Linked DNA regions of Triticum aestivum: region 2 is linked to region 1. A link is a contact called in public Hi-C data. All regions are on one chromosome and are shown on one strand. The core of a region is the stretch at or near the end of the contact, and the rest is flanking DNA. Distances in the headings are between cores, read along the strand shown.

What was found. A called contact is a pair of places that touch in the nucleus more often than the background predicts.
Region 2: a Hi-C map of leaf shows a contact between it and region 1, with 3 times the contacts expected there. The contact joins the enhancer-like site here to the promoter of LOC123137816 in region 1. A contact is called at or near these places in 2 of 5 Hi-C or Micro-C datasets (leaf and root).

Annotation. Positions count from the first base shown.
Region 1 is chr6B:529,681,061-529,688,199 of IWGSC CS RefSeq v2.1, reverse strand. LOC123137816 (probable purine permease 11) reads right to left here and starts at 3,337. Exons shown (of 2, transcript XM_044557664.1): 1 at 3,040-3,337; 2 at 1,005-2,288. The coding sequence starts at 3,127. The coding sequence ends at 1,207.
Region 2 is chr6B:530,151,543-530,158,681 of IWGSC CS RefSeq v2.1, reverse strand. LOC123137817 (a long non-coding RNA gene) reads right to left here. Exons shown (of 6, transcript XR_006468532.1): 6 at 3,883-7,139. Among protein-coding and RNA genes, the nearest start is that of LOC123137818, 6.3 kb to the left of the region's middle. Within about 2 kb of position 3,826, at least 1 of the 8 cell types and tissues checked has an H3K27ac peak or open chromatin away from gene starts, as enhancers often do. A contact at or near this core is called in leaf, where this site is marked.

The sequences.
Region 1 (7,139 bases), core at 2,088-4,587:
TTATAATCAAGAAACCTAAGATGGTATATTATAACCATGATGGGGCAACACGGTGAAGATTCTTTCAGTCAATGTCAACTTCAACTTGCATGAACCATCAAATATACCTCATCGAAGCACTTCTTGTAAACAGAATGGTTGTGTTGCCAAGCTCTTACTGTGCCCTCGAATTACCAAAGGCACTAGTAAGAAAATGCTTGGTAATATTACCATAGCCAGGTATTCTGATTCTAGGTATGTAGATTCCTTACATCATACACATATGGACCTCGGAGGTTGACCTCTTTTCTTTTAAACAAAGGTTGACCTCTTTGGGGATGGCATAATTAAAAATTTGGGAGCTGCTCATAAGGTTTTATAATTCACAACCATGCATCACAATTCGCAAGTAGATTAAGAGGTGAACATATTTTGTTCAGGCTCTGTATTCTATGGCATATAATATGAATAAATAATGTGATACTGGATGTAATGCGGTTTTGTATAAAATCATGGGATATGGAGCACAAAATTCATATATATACAAGCTGCAAGGCCTTTGTTATGCTCTGTATTCATTTGGACAAAACCAATGAATGCCTTTTAACCAAGTATGTGCTTCCAGTCGGGTAGCCAATGTTATGGTCTGTAGGAAACATAAAGAGAAAAGACATTTATTTCCATGTGTTCTTGCTTCTTAAACAGTCAACACTCCACAAGATGACAACTAGAAACTGAACACAAAAAGAAGAACAAGAAACTCCTCCAGATTAAGCCACAAAACGGCAATTAGAAAATATGGCACCAAGAAAAGGGATTTGACACATAATAGTAGAATCTGAACTGGCACATACGTCCGAAACTCCCACTCACAGTGCAAAACACACCAAATCAGTAGTTTTCACTACCCGCAAGGGCCAAACCGAACCAAACCAACTAGCCCATTATGCAGTATTCAATAAGCACATCCAGAATATTTAAGGAAATCAACTATTAGCATGACGATGCAAAATATGGAAAGCACGTCTCAGAAATACTTTTGCCTTCTTATTTCCCAGTTCCCATGATGATACATCTCTTCTTACATAGGAAAAGGGAAGAAACTAATAACATTCTATACATATAGAAATGATATTTCTTTTGATGAACTTACTAGTAAGCCTAGTAATAACTAGTACCTCATTGAGTACCAGGAAATTAAGTCTGGAAAACAATGCACCAAAGCAATTAGGAATTCTCCTCCACACTGGACGAAGTCTTCCTAGACTTCTTGTCATCAACATACAACTGGTAGCCGTATGAAATAAAACCCCAGATGGCTATCAGCATAGCTATAATCTTTATTCCATCCATTTTGTCGTGAAAGAAAATCACTGCGAAAACAGGAATGATGGGCAGAGCTAGGGTGCTTATCACATTTGAAAAGAGTGATGAAACCACAAAGATCAACCCCACAACTCCAACAGAAGCTATCTGCCATGATATAGCTGTCCATAGCACTGTCATTACATAGGACACCTTCCCTGGGCTGAACATGTGCATCTCTCCCTCCAAAGTCTTCCATTCACCACTTGCAAACAACCCAACAAGAGAAGCCAATGTAGCCACAAATGCCGTATAAATCTGCATGTTCAGCACGACTGAGAAGGTCTCCCTCTTAATAACCTTTTCAAACGTAACTTGCATGAGAGACAGAATAAGTGAGTATGTGGCCGATGCTCCCAGTGTCAACACAAAACCCAATACATGATTCCCTTGTGAGATATCACTACTGCTCGGAGAATCCTCATCAACTCCAAGGAGCGAAGCGGAAAATGTAAGGAGTAGTACCGAGTTGAATATCAAAGGGGTGAACTTTTGGGCATTGAGAAAATATGAGAAGACGGCGTTGAAGGCCAGCTGGCTAGCACAAATGAGGGAGTAAGTTGAGACAGGAAGATACAATAGACCGTAGGAATACATCAAGTCGTCTGCAGCAATGATGAGTCCCAAGGCAATGTATATCAGGGTGATTTTGGTGATAGAAGCTTCAGGGCCACTGGTAGTTGCTTGTGTGGAAGGTGACTTTGCATGGAAAAGAAATTGGGCAATAAACAACACCGGAAAACCAGCAGTCTGGACAAAAGTGGACAACCATTTGCTATTGCCACCTTCATTGTAGTAGAATCTCCCTAAGAGTGTTGCCGACGTCTGACCAGCCACAAGGAAGAACATGTTCAGTACCACCATCAACCACCATTGCCAATGCTTAACCGGAGCGCTTTGTGGGGGTGCTTCATGGGCCAAGGAAACTGCAGGTTTGGAGGATCCTGCAATTTACAATGGGAAAGTGGTACCGACAGGTTAAATCAAACTGTAAATTCCGAACATGGATGATAATAAGACATGACAAAATGTTTGGACGAACTCCAACAAACAGTATTCCATCCATATGGATGCATTAAGTCTAGCTGGTGCTCTCATCAGTCCTTAAAACCCTGTCAGATGAACGGAAAACAGGGAATTCACACCTCTGGCCAAATACGTGAATGCACATGGGTTGCATCTTGCATGAGTGACAAAACACTTGAATGCACATGGAACTCCTACTCACTCAGCAGCGATGGGTGGCATGACCACACACGTGCTAAGTGCTAACCCACCGGAGAGCACACAGGAAGAAACAAGGATTTGGCACTCACATTCGCGCATGCAGATTATTACAAAGGAAACATCGATTCAAAGCGGGGCAGGCAAAAGACTTTTTCGGTTGGAAAAGCCTAGTTTGACATGCTCGTAAATAAACTCGGTACACCGTACTGCCAGCATGCCGTACACAATTCATCGAACACCTCGTGCGCGTGCGCTCACTCCCCCGCCAACGGACCACTAAATTCCTCGGAGACGAACTGAGATAAACAGCAGTTTTGTCTATGGGACATGGGTGCCCCAGCCGAAGACGTCGCGACCACATCACAAAGGTGAGCTTCTACCTATCAGGGTTTCCACGTATCCGAGGCAAATTTAACCAAGGAAACAGCGAGATATCTCATCACGCCCTCGAACCAGAAGCGAACTGACCTGCGATTTCTATCTGGACCTCTTCCTGGTTGCTCCCGCCGCCGCCGCGGACGGCGTTGCTGTTGCTGTTGCCGTCGTCGCCGGCCATGTCTCCGCGGAGGAGACGCTCGCGGGCGCGATCCAGGTAGAGGACGGGGAGGGGGGAGGCAGTGGCCTGGTCAGCGTGGGAGCGCCGCCGCACGGGGTTGGGGGTGGGCGTGGAAAAGAGGCACTGTGTCGTCTCGCGTCGCTCGGAGCAGAGCTACTCCTACTAGCCCTTTTTGTTCCGTGCCGCTGTGCGTCCCCGCGGACCGCTTTTCGCCGTCGCTATCGTATCGTGTGACGGAAGACTAGCCGCTAGCGAGGACTTGTGACGCTGCCGCTGGGCATCGCATCGCATCGGGTTCGTCCGTGCCACCGGCTCGAGATTGCGAATTTGCAATGCCCCACCAACGGCTGTGGACTTGTGGTTGCAGTACTCCAGGATTGACCAAAGAAAATGAGCGAAGAGTTGCGTAATTCTCCCGATGATAGGATAGATGAGATTCTGAGAACCCGAACTGGAGCAGATTGGGACGAAAGATGTTTTGATGTCCTGCCTTTATACGTGCAACAGCGATGGGTGAGAGATTTTTCTTGATCTCGATGTATAAATTCTCTGCAGTCCTGGTCGCCGCGCCGCCGTCCGTCGTCCGCCTACTTTGACTTTGCCTGCTGCATGCAACTGCCTTTTTTTAGAAATTTGTTGTCCCGTCACCACGTTTACACGGATGAAAATAAGGTTTTCGGGTTGGTCGCGGCCAGCCCCTAGAGTCAAACCATGTGTTTGTGAGATTGCAAGCCTCAATATTTGAGGTTCAAAACTCATGACTAATGATGCAAGAATTAAAACTAGAAATATGTTCTCTAATTTCATTAATCTCCGTGCCATAAAGGGACGCGCTACCGCTAGCGGAGCTTGAAGCCAATTGTTGGGCGGGCCAAAACAAAACAAAAATAGCTTATAGGCTGGTGTTCATGCTATTAGGATGGACCATTTTTGTCTTAAAAAAATATTAGAATGGACCATTTGGAACGAACGGAATGCCCGGATTTTTCGACAAAAGAGCATGCCTCCAACGGTTTTGCTCAACAACATCAAGAGTGAAACCATCTTTTGGGGGCGAAGAAATTGGGCAACATCATACTGGGAGAGTAACACTCTTTTGTCTTTCAGTTATGAGGTGTATTTCAAACTCTATTCTCTCCTAATTAATATATAAGACAAATATTTTGCCATAGTTTCGAAAGAACAAAAAATCAATGTACAAAGTCTAGAATGCTCGGCGGGCCAATGGCTTATTTGGCCTTGGCATAGCTCCGCCGGTGTAGCTTACAGTTTGAGGCAACAAAGACCCTTGGAAAGTATGTGTCCTCCGCAAGAGCCATCGCATCTCATATTGCTAATGCCTTGAGTGGGGGCTTCTGTTATGCGAGGGAAAAACATAGTTGAAGCTACAATAAACATCACGTCCTGGTCTCGACACCAAACTCCCCATTCCTTGAAACGGCAGCATCAACATTCATCTTCATATAGCTCGTCTGTGGTGGAATCCAGTGGTTTGGTTTGACAACCGCAGAAGCTTGCCTTGGCTCGTCATTCTTCCGCATGAACTGAATATCATTCACATAAGAGTTTATGAACCCGACCAAGGACTTTGGAAAATGTCCTCGTGAATAGCTTTCTTCGCGAACTCCAAATTGCCCATAGAATGACAATCATCCTAGTAAAATCTTGTTGGGAGAGGGACTCACTCATGGCAAACAGCTAATCCTTGGCATTAGGAACTATATTTTGGCACATGTGTTCAACCATCAACTCATCTGATAATGCCCACACGCTACGAGACATGTTACAGTCTAGCAAGCTGTGTCTCCAATCATCTTGTGCTCCACACAACGAGTCATGTCACGGTCTAGCAAGTTATGTCTCCAATCATCTTGTGCTCCACACAACGCACATGAGTGGTATCTGCACGCAACTGTTTTTTTTTATACAACCTGCACGCAACTGTTGTCATTAGGAGGTGGAATAGTGGGCCTGTTTTTTTATGGGCTTAAAATCGTGATAAACTGACAGACGAAGGCCCTGTTTGTTTCATCTTCACTTAGATTTTAATCACATATGGATTCGCTTCACTAGCAAGCTGATTCTGTGAATCAGCTTCACCAAGGAAGTACACTTTGAGGTGTTTCAGGAAATTACACTAAAAATGACCTAAATCCAGATTCAGCTTCACTGGCAAAGCTGATTTCAAATAGCTGTTTGTTTCAGATTCCAGATTTAGCTTCACTGGAGAGGCTGAATCCGGTCTCAGAATCCGAAACAAACAGGGCCGAACTCTACCGGCAGGCCGAATGGAGTGCTCCTAGTCAGGAGAGCAACTAGTTGACGAGAGCTCCTTCGGGAGCCTCACAACGATCAGCGTCACTTGACGCCTCTCAGCCGCCAGCACGTGTCGCGCTCTGGATGCTCCCTTCGGATTTTATTTTTTTATTTTTACACACGTTTTTTTGACTTTTTAAATGTTTTTTCCCTGGGTTTTTTTGAATTTTTGGTTTTCCGTCGGCCTTTCTTAGTTTTTTGACAAAAAAAATCTGGAAAAAAATTATTTTGCGCGAAAAAAAAGTTTCCTTCCGCGAGATGCACATTTTTGCTTTTGCGAGAGACACGGTTTTGCCTTTGCGAGAGACACAACCATGCCTCTTGGATAAGGAAAAAAGTATTTTCTGTTTTTTTTCTTCCGCCAGAGGCAATGGTTTTATTTTCACGAGAAGTACGGTTTTGCTTTCGCGAGAGGCACAACTCTCAGAAACGGAAAAAAAATATGTTTTTTTGTTTTTTTTCTTTCACGGAAGGCACGGTTGTGCTTTTGCGAGAGGCACGGCCGTGCCTCTCGAAAAGGAAAAAACACGTTTTTTGTTTTTTTTTCCTTCTACCAGGCACGGTTTTACTTTCGTAAGAGGCACGTGCCTCTCGGAAATGAAAAAACGTGTTTCTATTTTTTTCCTTCCGCGAGAGGCCCGGCCGTGCCTTTTTCTGAAAGTGGAAAAAATTGTGCTCCCGGTTCGGTTTTTTCGTGCAGTTTTTCTCAACCGGTTTTCCCATGAAAAATAATTTCATCAAAACTTATCAACGTAGGATCTAGTTTTGAAATCTCGACGCAAGGAATGCAACGGTGAAAACGATTCGAGATTTGGATGCACGGTTTAAGAGAAAATGTTTAGAATAAACGGATTTACAAAAAAAAATACAAGACTGAGACAATTGACGCACATGCAGTACGTCGCTTGTCACAATCTAAAAAGGTGAAAGTGATCTTTGCAAAAGTTACTTATTAATTAGTGATTTCGCCTCGTCAACGCTCTCTGCCCAGAGCTAGCACCCATGCGCGCTTCGCGTCGCCCGACCCAGCTACACAAGCGAGCAGCTCGCTCGTCAAAAGCGCACTTGAGTCGCTCCCTATGGTCGATTGGTCAACCGTTGAACAGTTGACCGGGTGACCTTTGACCTTTAACTTATTGAAAAACTTAGGTTCACTTTTTTTCTAAAATTGAAAGTTCATGAATTTTAAAAAATCAAGACTCAAAAAAGTTCATGGATTTGCAAAAAGTTCACAAATTTGAAAAATGTTTGCAAATTAGGGAAATATTCGTGGATCTGAGAAATTTTTGTGGAATTGAAAATGTTCATGGATTGATAAAAAAACATGGATTTGAGGAATTTAAAATGTTTATAAATTTGTAAAATTCAGGATTTAAAAATGTTCACAGAATTGAAAAAATACTCCCGAATCGAAAATGAAAACTAAACACAAAAATAAAAACAAACCAGAAAAATGGGACAAACATCAAGCCGAAAAATAAATAGAAAACCTGATTAGAAGCTTCTCAAAACCAGTTGGGAGCTTCACCAAAACGTTCTCTAGATAGGCCGGATCATAAAAAATCTAACGAAGGAAATATGTGTCCGATGTGTACCGTCTTCACTTTAACGGCACTTAAGTAGTCGAATAAGGAGTTGGAGGCCGAATGCTCATGTTCCGGCCGTGGGGTGCTGGAAAGCGACTAAACGCGCCTAG
Region 2 (7,139 bases), core at 2,577-5,076, 470 kb before region 1:
AGCCTGTTCCACGTTTTTGTATAGTACTACGAGACGCCAAAATCTAGGACTAGATCAGTGCTAATGATGGTGTCCTAATCACCCAAGGAAGCTGGGATTTGTGCCGCGGGCAGAGGGGAGGGAGGGTGGTGGTGCCACCGGGCAGTTTGAAAAGTCAACCTGCTTCGCCAAGTGGGGACAGATTAAAATAGAAAGGTCAGCACGGGCATTGTCTCCCTCAGGGACTTGTTTGATTGGTCATGGATTATTCCGCCCAAAATATTGTTCGCGGATTGAAATAGTAGTACTGTAGTAGTAAAAGGCATGGCGGCGAGGGGCCTGGTTCTCTTTGCCCAAACCAGCACCAGCACCAGCACATGTTCTCGCAACAGCAGCCCGTTTCTCTTATTTAGGCAAATAAAATAGTGTAGTGTAGTAGACGATCCACACAATGACCGTTTGTTGACATGGTCAAAAAAAATGACCGTTTGTTGAGCTGGCCACGAGAATGCCCACATTAGGCCAACTCCACTGCGCGACCTCAAACGGACGTCCGTTTGGGTAGGGTTTGGGGCCGTGTCCGGGCCTGTCCTGAGATACGGTGGCCGTGCGCGCAGCGCGCGGCCGCATCCATTAGCCCCATCATGTCCGCGTCCACTTAAAAAACTAAAAAGCAGCATTTCAAATGCCAAGCCGTAGTTCAGGCCAGCGGCCCCGGTTCATCACGCCGGCCTACACGTCCATCGCCGGCATCAGCCAGCAGCCGACAACACAGCCAGCCTCCAAAATAAATAGTTCTCCTCGCCGGCAACATAGCCAGCGGCCGGCAACACAGCCAGCGGCCGGCAACACAGCCGGCCTCCAAAATGAATGTTTTCTCGCCGGCACACTGCCAGCGGCCCCGACGGGCGGGCGGCACCCATGCCAGCCTCAAAAAGAATGGCCACGCCGATCGGACGACCTAGTTCAGGCCTTCGGCGTCGAGCATCTCCTTCTGCCTGGCCTCGAACCAGGCCCTCGTCTTGTCGCTCATCTTCGACAAGTCCACGCTCATGATCGCAAGGGCCACCTCCTTCGCTTTGGTGGCGGCATTGGTGACCTCGATGTCGAGCTGCCTCTGCCTAGCCTTGACGTTGTTGGCCTCGATGTCCAACTGCCTTTGCCGGGCCACCTCCTCCATGTCGAGTTGCCTTTGCCGGGCCGCCTCCTCCATGTCGAGCTTCCTCCTCTTGGCCGCCTCCTCCATCTCAAGCTTCTGTCTTTGAAGGTCTAGGTACTGCTTCATTTGCTCGTCCTTGCTTTGCCGCTTCTTCTCGTCCTTCACATCCTTTTGGGACATCATGCCATGCAAAGTCTCATGCAAGGCCATGGATGACGCGTCACGTATGTCGTCCACCTTGGAGTTGTTCTTGCCCCTCGGCCTCTTCAACGCCTCGCCATCCCCACCTCCGGCGAACTTGGCCGTCTTCTTGCCTCTCTTTCTTTGAAGTTCACGGTATTGGTCCTTGAACTTGGGGCAATTGTTGATGACCGTCCAACAATGCGTAAGAGTAAATGGCTTGTCATTGTGCCGGGCCTTGAATGCCTCCAAAGATTGAAATGCCTACACGACATGATCAACAACAAGTGAACATGCAAACATATACACGGCCGAAGCCTCATGGCCGTAGCAAGGAAAGAGCTAGAAAGAGGAGACCATACCATGTCCCCAACGCCGAGACCACTCACGGGCCGTGCTTCAACGCTCTCAAATGCGGCGCAATACTTGTTGCACTCTTGTTGGATGAACAACCATCTTTTTTGAATAGAGCCGATGCCACGGTTGCTTGTAATTTGGTAGGGCTCAAACATCTTCCTTTCATGGAATGTTTTGTGGACTCTCGTCCAAAAAACAATGCCCTTTTGTTGCGCGCCGGTCCTCGGATCTTGGCTAATCTCCATCCAAGCTTGGCAAATCAACTTGTCCTCATCTTGTGTATATGAACCCGTGCGAATGCTCTTCCTCTTCTTTTGTGCCTCGGTTCTTTGGGTGAGCTCGTCGATGAACAATGGCGCACCACTAATATCAACGTCATTGCTTTCTTCTTCTTCATCATCACATTCGACATAGATGTCATCGTCTTCATGCCACGAGTCACCGTGGTCGTAGTCAGCACGGTCGTCGACCTCTTCGTCGGGGACGTACTCGGCACGGCCATCCTGACTTTGGGTCTCATCGAGGTCGTAGGTACGGCCATGGCCACCGTCGAAGATCACGTCCTCCATGTACCGGTTGTAGAAGGGGTCGTCGACCGCTGGCGTTGGGGTTGGCATTCCGTCAAACAAGACACGGGGGACCGGCATGGTGCCCGTGAACGGTGCCCGTGCCTGCTTTCTTAGCGTCTCGACGGACGGTCGGCCACCGCTGCTGGACCCGGGCGTGACGTTGAGGTCGATGACGGCCGCGGGGCGCGGTGTGGACGGCGCGAACAAGCCCACCTCCGGCGACCCCGAGAAACGGGTCTGTCCGTCGTGCCTTGGCGGAGGGAAGCCGGGCGACATGGGCGTGGTGCGCGACGTCGGCGACTGGCAGTGCGTAGGCCGCGCAACCGACGAGCTGGTGCTCGCCGGGGCGACGGCCGCTGCAGGGAACCCGGCAGGATGGCCCATGCCAAGCATGAGGATGGCGTGAGCTTTGTTGACGAGGTCCTCCTTCTCGTCGGCAGCGGTCTTGCGCCGCGCGGCCTCCAGCTCCTCGTGCATGGCGGCTCTCTTGGCCGCGGCGGCATTGAGCTTGACGACCGCTCTCCGTTCCCTCCTCTTCGCCGATTCCGCGTCCAACTTGGCGATCTCCTCCGGCGTGCACTCCGACCGCGGCTTCCTTGGCGCCTTCTTCTTCACCTTTGCGGGCGGGTCGACGGCCAGGCCGCCGAAACTCGGCGGGGCGTCGGCCATGGACGGAGGAGAGAGGGGGCGGCGGGAGGGAGGCGGGTGGGTTCGGGGCAAATGGCGCCAAATGGGCGTGGGGGGTTTTGGTTTCTCCCACCGACAGGCGGGCCAGGGGAGGACAAGCGCGCGCGTCCCGCCCGTCCGCGCGCTGTCCGTTTCACCCCAAAACCAGCGCAAGTTTGGGCCGGGGATGGGTCGAAAGCGGACACAAAGTGGACACAAAGTTCGTTTGCGCCCGCACGCTGGACCGTCTCTTTTGTCCCTTTTACCCCAAACGGACGGGGGCGGACAGGATAGGGGCGCGCGGTGGAGTTGGCCTTACTGTTGTCCGTCCGTCCGTCGCACTTGAGTTTCAAGTACCGCATGATGTGGGCACCTGACCTGACCCGACCCGACCCCGAAGAGAGACGCCTGTGAGCACTGGCCCAGAGGTCGCCACTCGCATGTTCGCCGGCCGCTCGCTCGCTCGCTTCGGAGGCAAGCCGCCTGGCCTAGCCTAGCCTAGTGCCGGTAGTTTCCGCCGCGGAGAAGGTCACTGGCTCTCACTGCTCACCTCAACCGCGACGGACGAGGATCCCCTGCCATGGCCAAGCCTACCTTTGAGTCACTGACACACGGGTCTCACAAAGCATGAGGCCCACCTGTCAGTGACTCAAAGGCAGGGTATGGCAGGGATTGCAAAGTTAGAGGATCCACGTCCAACCGCGACGGGTGAGACCGGCGACGACCGATGGGTGGGCGCGCGATGATGGCGAGGGCGAAGCTCGTTGGACCGGCTCGATCGGCGCTAGTGCGCATGGTTGACCGGCGGGCCGTGCTGTCGTTGCGTTGCGGGCTGCGAGTGCGACGGCCAGAGCCGTGGTGCGTAGCGCAATCATCCTGCTGTTCGTTCGCCCCTTCGCTTTCCAGCCAGCCTTTCTATCCCGGGGGGTGGTAATGGAACGGAAGGTCGACGGACCGCTTGCCTGGCTGCGGTGGTGACCGTTGTCGGGTGGGGCACATCTGATCTGCTGGCTGCTGCGCCTGCTCTGGGTCTTACCGGCAGTCACTGAGTGGGCGCTGCTCCGTCTTTGTTCCATCGTTTTATCTTGGCGTCAAAGGATGGATGAAGTGGTGAGTGAGTTGGTGCGTCGTTGCACCGAACGCTCTCGGGGTCTCTCGGGCGTCCAGTGTGCATGATGGCTCACGAGCGGTTGATTAGGGGCTGGCGTGTTGTGGGGGTGATTGAGCGGTTTGATTGGGTGATGGCGGTGTGTTTCAGTGGGGTTGAGGGCCGCCATGAACGTACCCCCTCCGGTTTAAGAAATTGATTCGGCGTCCGCCTCCATGGAACCGAAAACGAAAAGGTCTTGGAGTAAAATGAGGACCTGGTTTACGTCAACGAGCTGAATCCTGTAATAATGAGATGACACACACAAGCGTCTGCCTTTTCGTTTGGCTTTCCTTTCAGGTTGCTCCCCGGCCTGCCGCTCCTAACGAGCATCGGTCAAACATGTACGCATAACGCAAGGAATGTACTAGGCCGCTATAACAGATTGTGATGATTATGGTAGTCATATCCCACCGTTGAATTGACTTAAATATCAAGAAAGAAACCCCGATTTGTTTTTCACATAACCGCATGTTTTATGATAACCTGTAATGGTTCTCACAAATGTGCAAAGAGGAGCACTCTCCTATTTGCACTGTGTCCAGAAAAAGAAAAAAATATATGACGATCTCCTATTGCACTGTGTCCAGAAAAAGAAAAGAGACCCTTCTCACTCGCATAACTGGATGGTGCCATTTCAAACCGGTGCATGCCTCCTTACCCTTTGAAATAATCATTGCCAACTAAGAACATCAGGCAAATAATGAAACATCAAGTGAAAACCGAGTATTATTCAAACCCCATTATATTTATCCAAGCAAACGATTTTCCCTAAAACTACAAACTAAATCCTCAACTATGAATTTACCCCAAAATGCCATACCCCGATACCTAAATTGGAAAATATGGTGTTAGCCTTGGCATAGCAAAACCATGTCGGCAAGTTACCGAAAAAGGCTCTCGCCCCGCTTTATCTATAAAGTATCGACCAACAACAACCCGGGAAAAATTGCACGCCATCACAACACTCGCACACACCCAAGGCAAGACACATATGCACTGAGCGCAGCAACACCACTCTAAGCACTACAAGAGCAGTCGGGTCCTCGACCGTGAACACGCCACCGCAAAGAGATGAAGCCGCATATGACGACCCGTAGGCTCCAAGGCGGTGCCTTCAGAAAGGATACGACACCGGAGCGCCGCCACCGCCCGACCCGAGGGTCAGAGTTTCCCCTAGAGCAACACGACGGGCAATGAAGACTGCGACGACGCCTTCAAGAAGGGAACGAGTTTCGCCGCCGCCAGTCCGTCCGAAGATAGAACAGGTTTTTACCCCGGCCCAATACTCATCGCCACCGAACGCCACACCCCGGCGACCATGCCGCCCACACGATCATGGTCACCAGGCAGCACCAAGGCACGGGCTTTGCCCATGAGCACCGCGACACCACCACCAGGGCCGTCGCCCCGGCATCCAAGACCTTGACGCCACCTCACTCGCCACCCAGCGCCACCCCACCCAGCGCCACCCCACCCAAAGAGATGAGTGGAAAGGCCCCGCCTTTAGCACCCCTGAGCTGCCCCCAACGCCGAGACCCAATAGGCCGGCCAAACTGGCCTCCATCGGCCCGTCCTGTCGTCGGGTGCGAGACGAGCGTGGTCCTGCTACTGGGCGCAAGACGAGCACGGTCCTGCTGCCGGGCACGGGACGAGCTCGGTCGTGCTGTCGGGCGCGAGACGAGCGATGAACCGCAGCTGGGAGAAGTCCAGCCCTTCGAAGGAAGTGGCGCATGGACAACGGGGAGAGGAATCGAAGGTACGCACGCCGCCTACGGACGAACCAACGCCGAAACATGTCAGCCGCCGCCGCATCCGACCTGCCAAGCTATCGTGGATACATCCACGGCCAGAGCAGCAGCCACACCAGGCCACTGCCCATCCCACGCCGCCCGCCGAACTCCAGGCGTTGAATCTGCTGGGCACGCTACCACCGGATCGGCTAGCGCACCGGCCGCCATGAACACGGCCGGAAGCAACCAGCCACCCCAAGCCAGGGGCCGGCCTAAGCGTGCACGCGCACGACCCCGCCATTGGTGCCCTCGGCCCCCTGCACCCTACCGCGGCGTGATAGCCGCCGCCGCCACGAACCTTCGCACTAGCCGCTCGCCGTCCCCGCCGCCCCACGCCTAGCCGGATCCACGCAGCCTCCGCAGCAACCACGGCTGCCCGCGCCGCTGGCACGACCAGCCGTGCCGCCAAGCCCTGTCAAGTGTCGCGCCCTCGGGTGGCCACCGCATCCCACGTTGCAGGGGGCCAACGAGAAGGAAGAGAGCCCCCCGCCGCCTACGCCGAGTGGGGTTTCCCCGACTACGCACTCCGACGGGGAGGGAGGCGGGCGACCACTCGATCTAGGGTCCCCCCCCCCCCCTCGCGGGAGCGGACAAGACGAAGTGTTTTTTTCACGGTACCCTTATGTCGGCAAGTTCAAAGATAGGGATTGCTCACTTTTAGTATGGATGCATTTCATAAGTTAGATTATGATCTACTTAATCAAGCATGTTGCTAATTTTCTGGCACCTACTTTTTGAACAACCTATAAAATAAGTTCACCAAATTAAGTAATTTCTGATATAATTATTGTGATGTCAAATTTATGGAGCTGATACGCTATTTATTGATACCATTTAGCAAAAATTTACACAACATATGCATCCATCTTTGAGTTTGAGAATTTCATGGGACTAGAGAAAAGGTATAATAATAGGTTAACAAGTGACAGTATATGGCTGGTTATGGGTGACTTTAACCTCATTTACCAAGAGGCCGGTAGGAAACAACCTCAACCTAAATCTTCGGATAGTGGATCTCTTAGGGAGCACTCTCTCTCTAATTGCTCTCTGAAGGAAATCCACCTTCAGAATAGGAAGTTTACATGGAGCAACGAGCGTGAAAATCCAACTCTCGTCAAACTCGACATGGTTCTCTACAACCCTGCTTGGGACTTTCACTTCGGTAACCACACGCTCAGTGTGCTACCCTCATAGCACATATTTTAGCTAAGGAAGGTCGTAGAAATAATAAAATTTGTAAAATATGGTTACATGTACCCCGCGTAAACCTGATCATATGTCGGGCCGGG